2 separate regions of the Mus musculus genome follow, and region 1 is linked to region 2. The links are chromatin contacts, called in public Hi-C maps. All regions are on one chromosome and are shown on one strand. Each heading gives the region's core, a stretch centred on a gene start, on an enhancer-like site or on the middle of the called end of the contact. The rest is flanking DNA. Distances are from core to core; before and after follow the strand shown.

The links. A called contact is a pair of places that touch in the nucleus more often than the background predicts.
Region 1: a Hi-C map of CD8 T cells shows a contact between it and region 2, with 4 times the contacts expected there. The contact joins the promoter of 9530052E02Rik here to the promoter of Arglu1 in region 2. A contact is called at or near these places in 3 of 484 Hi-C or Micro-C datasets (CD4 T cells, CD8 T cells and embryonic stem cells) and 1 of 115 datasets of contacts at active chromatin or transcription factors (thymic regulatory T cells).

Annotation. Positions count from the first base shown.
Region 1 is chr8:11,004,803-11,009,815 of GRCm38.p6, reverse strand. It overlaps 9530052E02Rik (RIKEN cDNA 9530052E02 gene), which reads right to left and starts at 1,966. Exons shown (of 5, transcript NR_046017.1): 1 at 1,805-1,966. It overlaps Irs2 (insulin receptor substrate 2), which reads left to right and starts at 887. Exons shown (of 2, transcript NM_001081212.2): 1 at 887-5,013. The coding sequence starts at 1,386.
Region 2 is chr8:8,688,033-8,693,295 of GRCm38.p6, reverse strand. It overlaps Arglu1 (arginine and glutamate rich 1), which reads left to right and starts at 2,759. Exons shown (of 4, transcript NM_176849.3): 1 at 2,759-3,319. The coding sequence starts at 2,979. It overlaps Mir7654 (microRNA 7654), which reads left to right and starts at 3,134; the gene lies at 3,134-3,203.

The sequences.
Region 1 (5,013 bases), core at 717-3,216, 2.3 Mb before region 2:
TGCTGGGTGAACACGGTTTGGGGCGCGGGCCGGGAGCGGTGAGGGCGCGGGGCGTGGGGAGGACGCCCGCCAGCACTCGCTCCCAGCTCCCCGCTCCCGCCCAGGCCCGCCCTTTCCCGGCACTATGGAAACCGCATTTTCCTACGCCAGCACGCCCTCCTCCTCTCTCCTATTACATCCAGAACAGGCGACTTCCACTTCCCGGGAACCTGACAAGTGAATGGCTCTGATGACGCCCCGGAAAGAGCCCACGGCCGGGGGCGGACGCCTGCGGAGGGTGGGGCGGGTTCCGGGGCGCCCCTCGATCGGCTCGCCGCCGGGAAAAGGCACCGAGCTGCCATCGACCCGGAGCTCGCGGGCAACGATGCTCGTAAACAAGCCGGGCCGCGCGCCTGCCACCCACAGCGGGCACCGCCCTGCGCCGCGCGCCCACCCCGGCTGCTGGGGTCCGACCGCCGCCCCGCACCAGATCCGACCTCCCGCCCCCGTTCCCCCTCCGCGGCGGAAGCCTGGGGCCAGTTAGTGGGACGCGAGGCGGGAGCACAAACCCCGCACCCGCCTTCTCCACGGCGGGCTTCCCGCCTTGGGTGGCATCGCCCCCGCCCGCATCCACAACGAGCCCCTGATTAATGAGCCCGGCCCGGCCCCCGCCGAGCCCCGGCCCGGCCTCGGAGAGGGGGAGGGAGGGGACGGCGGGAAACGCAGCCCGGTGTCGGTCCGCCTCCCCCCCCCCCCCGTGCCTCACGCTCATTGGTCCGTCTCGCTGTCCGTCGGGGAACGCGGCGCCAATGCAGGGCTGCGGGGCGGGGCGTCCGCGCGAGTGTGCCTGCGTAACGCAGAGTCACGTGTTGTTTTGCTCTTAGTTCAGTCACTCGGTGCGCGATGTGTTACTCACTGTGCGGCGGGGACCGCGACAAGCCCGGGTCGTCGTTGGTGGCAGCAGCAGCAGCGGCAGCAACGGCAGCAGCGGCCCCAGTGGCAGTGTGGGCCCCGAGTGTCCGGACGCAGACCGTCGTCGCGCAGTGCAGAACGGTGGCAGCAGACGGGCCGCGCGCGTTCTAAGCTCGGCCCCGCGACTCGGGGACCCCGACTCTCGACCCAGCCAGCCAGTCCCCGGGCGCCGCCCGAGAGCCCGGGAAGCAGCGGCAGCGGACAGTCGAAGCGGGGGGGTGGCCATCGCCCGCACCGAGCATCCTTCGGAGCGGCGGAGGGCCCTGCGCCACCGAGCCGCGCGCGCCTCCTAGCCCACCGCCTGGGCCCGGGGGACGCGCGCGCGTGGCCGGGCGGCCGGGCGACGGGTGGCGGGGAGCCGCCCCCGCCCGCGCCCCTCGGCCCTCGCCATCCCCTGTTCGCCCAGCCGGGCAGAGAGACCTGAAGCGGCGGCGATGGCTAGCGCGCCCCTGCCTGGGCCCCCCGCGTCGGCGGGCGGGGACGGCCCGAACCTCAATAACAACAACAACAACAACAACCACAGCGTGCGCAAGTGCGGCTACCTGCGCAAGCAGAAGCACGGCCACAAGCGCTTTTTCGTGTTGCGCGGCCCCGGCACGGGCGGCGACGAGGCATCCGCGGCTGGGGGGTCGCCGCCGCAGCCTCCGCGGCTGGAGTACTACGAGAGCGAGAAGAAGTGGAGGAGCAAGGCGGGCGCGCCGAAGCGAGTGATCGCGCTCGACTGCTGTCTGAACATCAACAAGCGCGCGGACGCCAAGCACAAGTACCTGATCGCCCTCTACACCAAGGACGAGTACTTCGCTGTAGCGGCGGAGAACGAGCAGGAGCAGGAGGGCTGGTACCGCGCACTCACCGACTTGGTCAGCGAAGGCCGCTCTGGCGAGGGGGGCTCGGGCACCACCGGAGGCTCTTGCAGCGCCTCTCTCCCGGGCGTCCTGGGCGGCTCAGCGGGCGCCGCTGGCTGCGATGACAACTACGGGCTCGTGACACCCGCCACGGCCGTCTACCGCGAGGTGTGGCAGGTGAACCTGAAACCTAAGGGACTGGGCCAGAGCAAGAACCTGACTGGTGTATACCGCCTATGCCTGTCTGCGCGCACCATCGGCTTCGTGAAGCTCAATTGCGAACAGCCGTCGGTGACGCTGCAGCTTATGAACATTCGCCGCTGCGGCCACTCGGACAGCTTCTTCTTCATCGAGGTGGGCCGTTCGGCCGTCACCGGTCCCGGGGAGCTGTGGATGCAAGCCGACGACTCGGTGGTGGCGCAGAACATCCATGAGACCATCCTAGAAGCTATGAAGGCACTCAAAGAGCTCTTCGAGTTCCGGCCTCGCAGCAAGAGTCAGTCGTCCGGGTCGTCAGCCACGCATCCCATCAGCGTGCCGGGCGCGCGCCGCCACCACCACCTAGTCAACCTACCCCCTAGCCAGACCGGCCTGGTGCGCCGCTCGCGCACTGACAGCCTGGCGGCCACCCCCCCAGCAGCCAAGTGCACTTCGTGCCGGGTTCGTACGGCCAGCGAGGGCGACGGCGGCGCGGCAGGCGGGGCCGGGACGGCAGGAGGCAGGCCGATGTCGGTGGCAGGGAGCCCCCTGAGTCCCGGGCCGGTGCGCGCGCCCCTTAGCCGCTCGCACACCCTGAGCGCCGGCTGCGGAGGCCGCCCGAGCAAAGTGACTCTGGCGCCGGCAGGGGGAGCCCTGCAACACAGCCGCTCCATGTCCATGCCCGTGGCGCACTCACCTCCTGCAGCCACCAGCCCAGGCAGCCTGTCCTCCAGCAGTGGGCACGGCTCGGGCTCCTACCCGCTGCCACCTGGCTCCCACCCGCACCTGCCTCATCCACTGCATCACCCCCAAGGCCAGCGTCCGTCCAGCGGTAGTGCCTCCGCCTCGGGCTCCCCCAGCGACCCGGGTTTCATGTCCCTTGACGAGTATGGCTCCAGCCCTGGCGACCTGAGAGCCTTCAGTAGCCACAGGAGCAACACACCCGAGTCAATAGCGGAGACCCCGCCAGCCAGAGATGGCAGTGGGGGCGAACTCTATGGGTACATGAGCATGGATAGACCCCTGAGCCACTGTGGCCGCCCTTACCGTAGGGTCTCAGGGGATGGGGCCCAGGACCTGGATAGAGGACTGAGGAAGAGGACTTATTCCCTAACCACGCCTGCCAGGCAGCGGCAGGTACCTCAGCCTTCCTCTGCCTCTCTAGATGAATACACTCTCATGAGGGCCACCTTCTCTGGTAGTTCAGGTCGCCTCTGCCCATCCTTCCCTGCGTCCTCTCCCAAAGTGGCCTACAACCCTTACCCAGAGGACTATGGAGACATTGAGATTGGTTCTCACAAGAGTTCCAGCAGTAACCTGGGGGCAGATGATGGCTACATGCCCATGACCCCTGGGGCAGCCCTTAGGAGTGGTGGTCCCAATAGCTGCAAGAGCGATGACTACATGCCCATGAGCCCCACAAGCGTGTCTGCTCCCAAGCAGATCCTGCAGCCACGCTTGGCAGCGGCCTTGCCCCCTTCCGGAGCAGCCGTGCCAGCACCCCCTTCAGGGGTGGGCAGGACCTTCCCAGTAAACGGAGGTGGCTACAAAGCCAGCTCCCCAGCGGAGAGCTCCCCAGAAGACAGTGGGTACATGCGAATGTGGTGTGGCTCCAAGCTGTCTATGGAGAACCCAGACCCTAAGCTACTCCCCAACGGGGACTACCTCAACATGTCCCCCAGCGAGGCAGGCACTGCAGGGACCCCACCTGACTTCTCAGCAGCTTTGCGTGGAGGCAGTGAAGGCCTCAAAGGCATCCCGGGCCACTGCTACAGCTCTTTGCCCCGCTCTTATAAGGCTCCCTGTTCCTGCAGCGGAGACAATGACCAGTATGTGCTCATGAGCTCCCCTGTGGGCCGGATCTTGGAAGAGGAGAGACTGGAGCCCCAGGCCACCCCAGGGGCTGGCACCTTTGGGGCAGCTGGTGGTAGTCATACCCAGCCTCATCACTCAGCAGTGCCTTCCTCCATGAGGCCGAGTGCCATCGGTGGCCGCCCTGAGGGCTTCCTGGGCCAGCGATGTCGGGCAGTGCGGCCTACACGCCTATCGCTAGAGGGACTGCAGACCCTTCCCAGCATGCAAGAGTACCCTCTACCCACAGAGCCCAAGAGCCCTGGCGAGTACATCAACATTGACTTTGGTGAGGCAGGTACCCGTCTGTCTCCGCCTGCCCCCCCACTACTGGCATCCGCGGCCTCATCTTCTTCACTGCTCTCAGCTAGTAGTCCTGCTTCATCCCTGGGTTCAGGAACCCCAGGCACCAGCAGCGACAGCCGGCAGCGCTCTCCACTCTCTGACTATATGAACCTGGACTTCAGTTCTCCCAAGTCCCCCAAGCCTAGCACCCGCAGTGGGGACACAGTAGGCTCCATGGATGGCCTTCTCTCTCCAGAGGCTTCATCCCCATACCCACCACTGCCCCCACGTCCTTCCACTTCCCCTTCCTCCTTACAGCAGCCTCTGCCACCTGCCCCGGGAGACCTATACCGCCTGCCTCCAGCATCAGCTGCCACTTCCCAGGGTCCCACTGCTGGCTCCTCAATGTCCTCCGAGCCTGGGGATAATGGTGACTATACCGAGATGGCCTTTGGTGTGGCTGCAACCCCGCCACAACCTATCGTGGCACCTCCAAAGCCAGAAGGTGCCCGAGTGGCCAGTCCCACATCGGGCTTGAAGCGGCTAAGTCTCATGGATCAGGTATCTGGGGTGGAGGCTTTCCTTCAAGTCAGCCAGCCCCCTGACCCCCACCGGGGTGCTAAGGTCATCCGTGCAGACCCACAGGGGGGACGTCGTCGCCACAGTTCAGAGACCTTTTCCTCTACCACCACCGTCACCCCAGTGTCCCCATCCTTTGCCCACAATTCCAAGCGCCACAATTCGGCCTCTGTGGAAAATGTCTCACTCAGGAAAAGCAGTGAAGGCAGCAGTACCCTGGGAGGAGGTGATGAGCCGCCCACATCCCCAGGACAGGCACAGCCCTTGGTGGCTGTGCCCCCAGTGCCACAGGCTAGGCCGTGGA
Region 2 (5,263 bases), core at 1,510-4,009:
TGTCTTGAGAAGGACCGCCTTTTCCCTAACTCTAAAAACTCCCTAACCTGATCGGTACAGATGAGCTGGCCAGGGCTTCTCTGTGCTGCAGTGGTCCACAAAAGCCTTCTCTTATGATGTTTACATTTACATTTGCTCTAGATTTGGCCTTGACTTTGGACTGGTTACTGGTCCCAGCTCTCAGGGATCAGCCCGTGTTACCACCTTGTCACTGTTCTGTGATCCTGTGCAATTCAAACAAATTTCTGGGAAGGAAGTCCTGTGCCTTTCAACCTGGTACCATCAACAGCTCTTGCTCTGCCATTTGAACAGGATGGTCCCAGATCCTTGCATCTCATACTTGTGTGTGCTTTTTGCACACAGAAGAGCCTTTCCCTTAGTAAAAGATTCTGTTAGTTTCTTCCTGAAGCACAGGAGAGCCTTCTTTTTTGTTTGTTTGTTTGGTTGGTTGGTTTGGTTTTTCGAGACAGGGTTTCTCTGTGTAGCCCTGGCTGTCCTGGAACTCACTTTGTAGACCAAGCTGGCCTTGAACTCAGAAATCTGCCTGCCTCTGCCTCCCAAGTGCTGAGATTAAAGTACCATGGCCGGGCTGAGAGCCTTCTTTTGTTCTGAATACACTTAAAATTAACCTGGGATGGTATTAGATCTCCCAGCCTCCATTTCAGATGAAGAATTAGATATCTGGTCATTTATCTTTAGGGGAAAGGCTGTTTGCATTGTTCAGAAAAGAACAGTTTCAGACTGAAACAAAAGGTAGTTTTTGGAAGTTAGAGTTCTCCAGATTCAATGACCAGAGAGAGCTGTGATGAAAGTGGCTTACTCTGGGTTGAAGGTGTGCAAAATCCTGTCATTTAAAATTCTCTAGAAAGCTGTTTTACATTACTATGGAGGCCAGACAAGATTGTTGTATTTATTTACTGATTCATGATGCTAGCCAAATGTCCCCTCACCCTGTGTTCCAGGTGCTGGGCCTGGCATGGGTTCACTGCTGAAAGGCAGATCAGGGGACTGTGCCTCTCTCAAGGGGAATTTCTCAGCAAGACAGAATATTGCTAAAGTGACTGACAGCCAGCTAAGGTACTGAAAGTCTGATGGTGGTGTTACCCTCAAACTCCTGTCTATCTTGAAACACAGGATGGAATGTCTGCAGATGTCATGAAGATGAGGGTGCTCTGGAGCCTGGAGGGAAACTACACTCAACTCTCATAAGAAGGTGGTACGGGCCAGGGCACTTGCTCAAGACCTTGGTTTATGCCGGGCAGTGGTGGCACATGCCTTTAATCCCAGCACTTGGAAGGCAGAGGCAGGCGGATTTCTGAGTTCGAAGCCAGCCTGATCTACAAAGTGAGTTCCAGGACAGCTACACAGAGAAACCCTGTCTCAGAAAAAAAAAAAAAAAAAAAAAAAGACCTTGGGTTACATCCCCAGCACCACACACACACATAAAAAGAAAGAATGAGGCTACGATGGTGATGGTGTACGCCTTTAATCCCAGCATTTGGGAGGCAGAGGCAGGCAGATCTCTGAATTCCAGATCAAACTGGACTACAAAGCTAGTTCCATGATAGACCACAGAGCTGTCCAGGGCTGCAGAGAGAAACTGTCTCAAAAAAACCTACACATACACACACATACAGAGAGGTAGAGTGGAATCCTTACTGCCTTTGAACCTCCAGAAGAACCCTTCCTCTAAACTTCATGAATTGGACCTAATATGCAATGTTTCAGCATTAAAAGGTGGGCCCTTTGGGAAAGAGAGTAAGCCCTGGGGCTTTGGTTTAAAAAAAAATGCAACTAGTGTGTTTTGTGTGTGTGTGTTTTGTTTGGTTGGGGTTTTTTTGGCCTAGTGTTCTTAAGATGTTTACAAGGGAACCCTTATCTTATGCATTCTTTTCCCCTCCTAAGGTCTCCTGCTGGAAGCTCAGACAGAATCCTTAGCACAAACAGATCCACTACTTAATAGAGTTCTCAGCCTCCAGAACTGTAGGAAACAACTTTCTCTTGGGTATAAAATAATGAGTCATTGGTATTTTGCTATAGCAGCTCAAAAACTAAAAGACTCATTGAGATAGGCCACTACCCATTTTTCTTTTCGATGTCTTTAAAGAGAGCTATTGCTCTCTGGGACTAGGCCTTGAGCTCATTATGTAGTCCAGGCTGGCAAAATCCACAAAACTGTAACCTTTTAAATAAAACTTTATTAAGAGCATTTAACTGGCTCTAACATATACATTCTTAAGAAAACTTGGGACTCCTCTGGGCATTGTTCTAATTTATTGTTTGTTTACAATAAATTATTAACAATTTATTAATTGTTCTGGTTGGTATGTATGCATGCATGTATGTATGTATGTATGTGTGCAACCCCAGCTGGCCTCCAACTTACTAAATAGCCAAGGCTGACCTTGGACAACTGGTCCTTCTGATCCATCTTCTAGGGGCTAAAATTCTGGGCATGTACCACCACATCCAACTCACAATTGATACATTCTCAATGCTGGCTAAGGAAACAACAGGACTTTCCCAATTACTCGGGCCTTATCCTGTCTTTCAGCCAAGGCTCATCATAAATATTCTCCAACTCCTAAGGTTTTCGTGGGTCTTGTTGAGGTGAAAGTTAAAGACCTGAAGGCTGGCCAGCATTCTTCTCTTTAGTTGCCACGCAGCGGCGGAAAGAGCCGAGCGCGCTCGGCCGCATTCGCCGGCCCTCCTAGGCGACGTCGTCAGGGGGCGGGGCTCGTGCCGGCACGCTCGGCGCGGGGCATTGTGGGAAGGGCGGCCGGTGCTGCCACAGCTGCCATCTTAGGGACTCCGGGCCGGGCCTGCTAGGCCTTCGCGGCGGAGGCGGCCGTGTGCGTGGCGGGTGCGCTTGGGGCGAGGCGGAGGGTCCGCGGGCGGGGGGCCGCGCTTCCCAGCGGCGAGGGGGCGGCCTGCGGCGGGCAGCGGGCGACAGGCGGCGGGCGCCGCGCGGCGCGAGGATGGGCCGGTCGCGGAGCCGGAGCTCGTCCCGCTCTAAGCACACCAAGAGCTCCAAGCACAACAAGAAGCGCAGCCGCTCGCGCTCGCGCTCGCGGGACAAGGAGCGGGTGCGGAAGCGCTCCAAGTCCCGGGAGAGCAAACGGAACCGGCGGCGGGAGTCGCGCTCCCGCTCGCGCTCCACCAACGCGGCGGCATCCCGGCGCGAGCGGGAGCGCGCCTCGTCCCCGCCCGACCGCATCGACATCTTCGGGCGCACGGTGAGCAAGCGCAGCAGCCTGGACGAGAAGCAGAAGCGCGAGGAGGAGGAGAAGAAGGCGGAGTTCGAGCGACAGCGAAAAATGTGAGGGGCGCGCGGCTGGAGGCGCGGGGCGCGCTCACGGGGGCCGGGTGGGGCGGGAGCGCCGGCCCGGAAGTCCGAGTTGAGGGCGCGAGGCGGGAGGTTGGCGGGGCTGCGGATCCCCGGGCCCGAGGCGTTGGAGCGCAGGGCACCTGTGCGGGGGTCCGTCCCGGGGCGCGCCCGGCTTGAGAGTGTGGGCCCTTTCTGAACCTCCTTTCATACGGTCGTTCAAAGACAGATGCACAAAGTTGCAGCGGACACCCGGGGTGCCTCTCCGGCCCCTCTCTTTTTTGTCTTGGCCTCAGCCCCTCTAGTGAGCATGCTTGACCCTACTGTTGACCCTGCTGTTTGCCCGCCTAAATGCTTCTAGTTTCAGAGCGCTCTTATCCGAATTTTTCACTTAGGGCAAAACCGGTTCCCATCAGGGGACTGGACTTGAAATTTGGGGGAAGATCACGTGGTTTTGAGTGAGGCGGCTTTCGATGTGAAAGTAGGTGTTGATGACCCAACCAGAGTAAACTTGAACGTTGTGAAGTACTTTTTTAAAAAAGATGTGCCCAGCCCCCCTCCCCCCCCCCGCCCCAGCCACGTGGAGCAATAATACTAAGCATATGTGTTCCCTGTTAAGCCAGCCATCGTTTCCGGAGTAATTAACTGAAGACTTGAATAAGTGGTTATGAAGCAGGAACTAGGTAGTTTGTGTATATGACTTGTGTAGGGGTTTCTATTTTCTGCAAAAAAATAGAAGGCAGATTTTTGTGGTAGGCAGGTTTTCCAGAAGCCCCTAGGAGGGAGGTAAGGGATTGAACACAGCGAAGCACTGTAGTGGAACTGGGGTCTTGGCTTGTACTGTTTCTCAGTACACCTTGGCCACATAGAATCCTGTTAGGATCTGGAACAAGCCTGTAGCTTAGTAGAACATAGACATAGTTGTGTGTGACAGTTGACAGTTCTCCACGTGAAAACAAAGGAGTCATCACATTGCACGTGGACAGCATAGGATGAAATGAAACATCGATAGAGCTGTGTTCAACTATGCCATTAGCATTGAGAAGGGAAAGGGACAGGGCTGGCAGCCAATGCTAATACTAAATTCTCCATATCCACTAGACACTGCTCCAACGTGGTCTAATGTTTTGCAGAGAATACACTGAAAAGACAATGGAGATGGTGCCTTGGGAGTGAGGGAAAGTAGTTTGCTTACAAATATTGGTTGGCTAGTTCATTCAGCTAGTTTACTGAACCTTTAATAAGTGCCAGGGTCAGTTGATAGGAAGATGATCGATTTGCTCCTTCTGACATGCTCTAGCTCAGATGGCTGGTAATACTATAGTAAATTCAGCGGGAGTATCTCATCAGGAATGCAGGGTAGGCGATGGTGAGGCTGTCAGGCCTGTAGGGTGTGTGTGGACCAAAGGAGTAAGCTGTCTTCCTGGTTCCCTGAGAGAACAAAGTGGAAGGAAGAATGGAAAAGGAACTGACTGAAAAAGTATTGAGTATTTGTATTCGTACAGTTGGGTGTGGGATACAGGCAAAGCACTGGAGTTAGCTGTCAGGTTTATAGTGTTATTACTGCAACTGTTCTCTACCTTCCGTTGCTTTAAATGAGACCAGACTGTCAGGCAGTGTAGTTGAGAGGGAAAAGCAGGAGTCTGCCCTTGACACACCTAGGTTCTGTATATAAGAAAGAGCTTAGCTAACTAAGGTGGTGACAGACAGGGCTTTACTCTGTTAATAAAACCTGGGGAATAGATAGAGTGCCATGGGGACTATATAAAGAGAAGAGCAGTTGGTTCCAAGGATTGAAAAAAACATCAGGGAATGTATATTTGCAGTAAAAAAAAATAGTCCAGGGTGGGACATGGTGATGCTAAAAGTCTGTGAGTGCCTGGAATGTTTTCATGGAGTCTGGAGTTAGATGAGTAGACTAGTATAATTCCAAGGCCT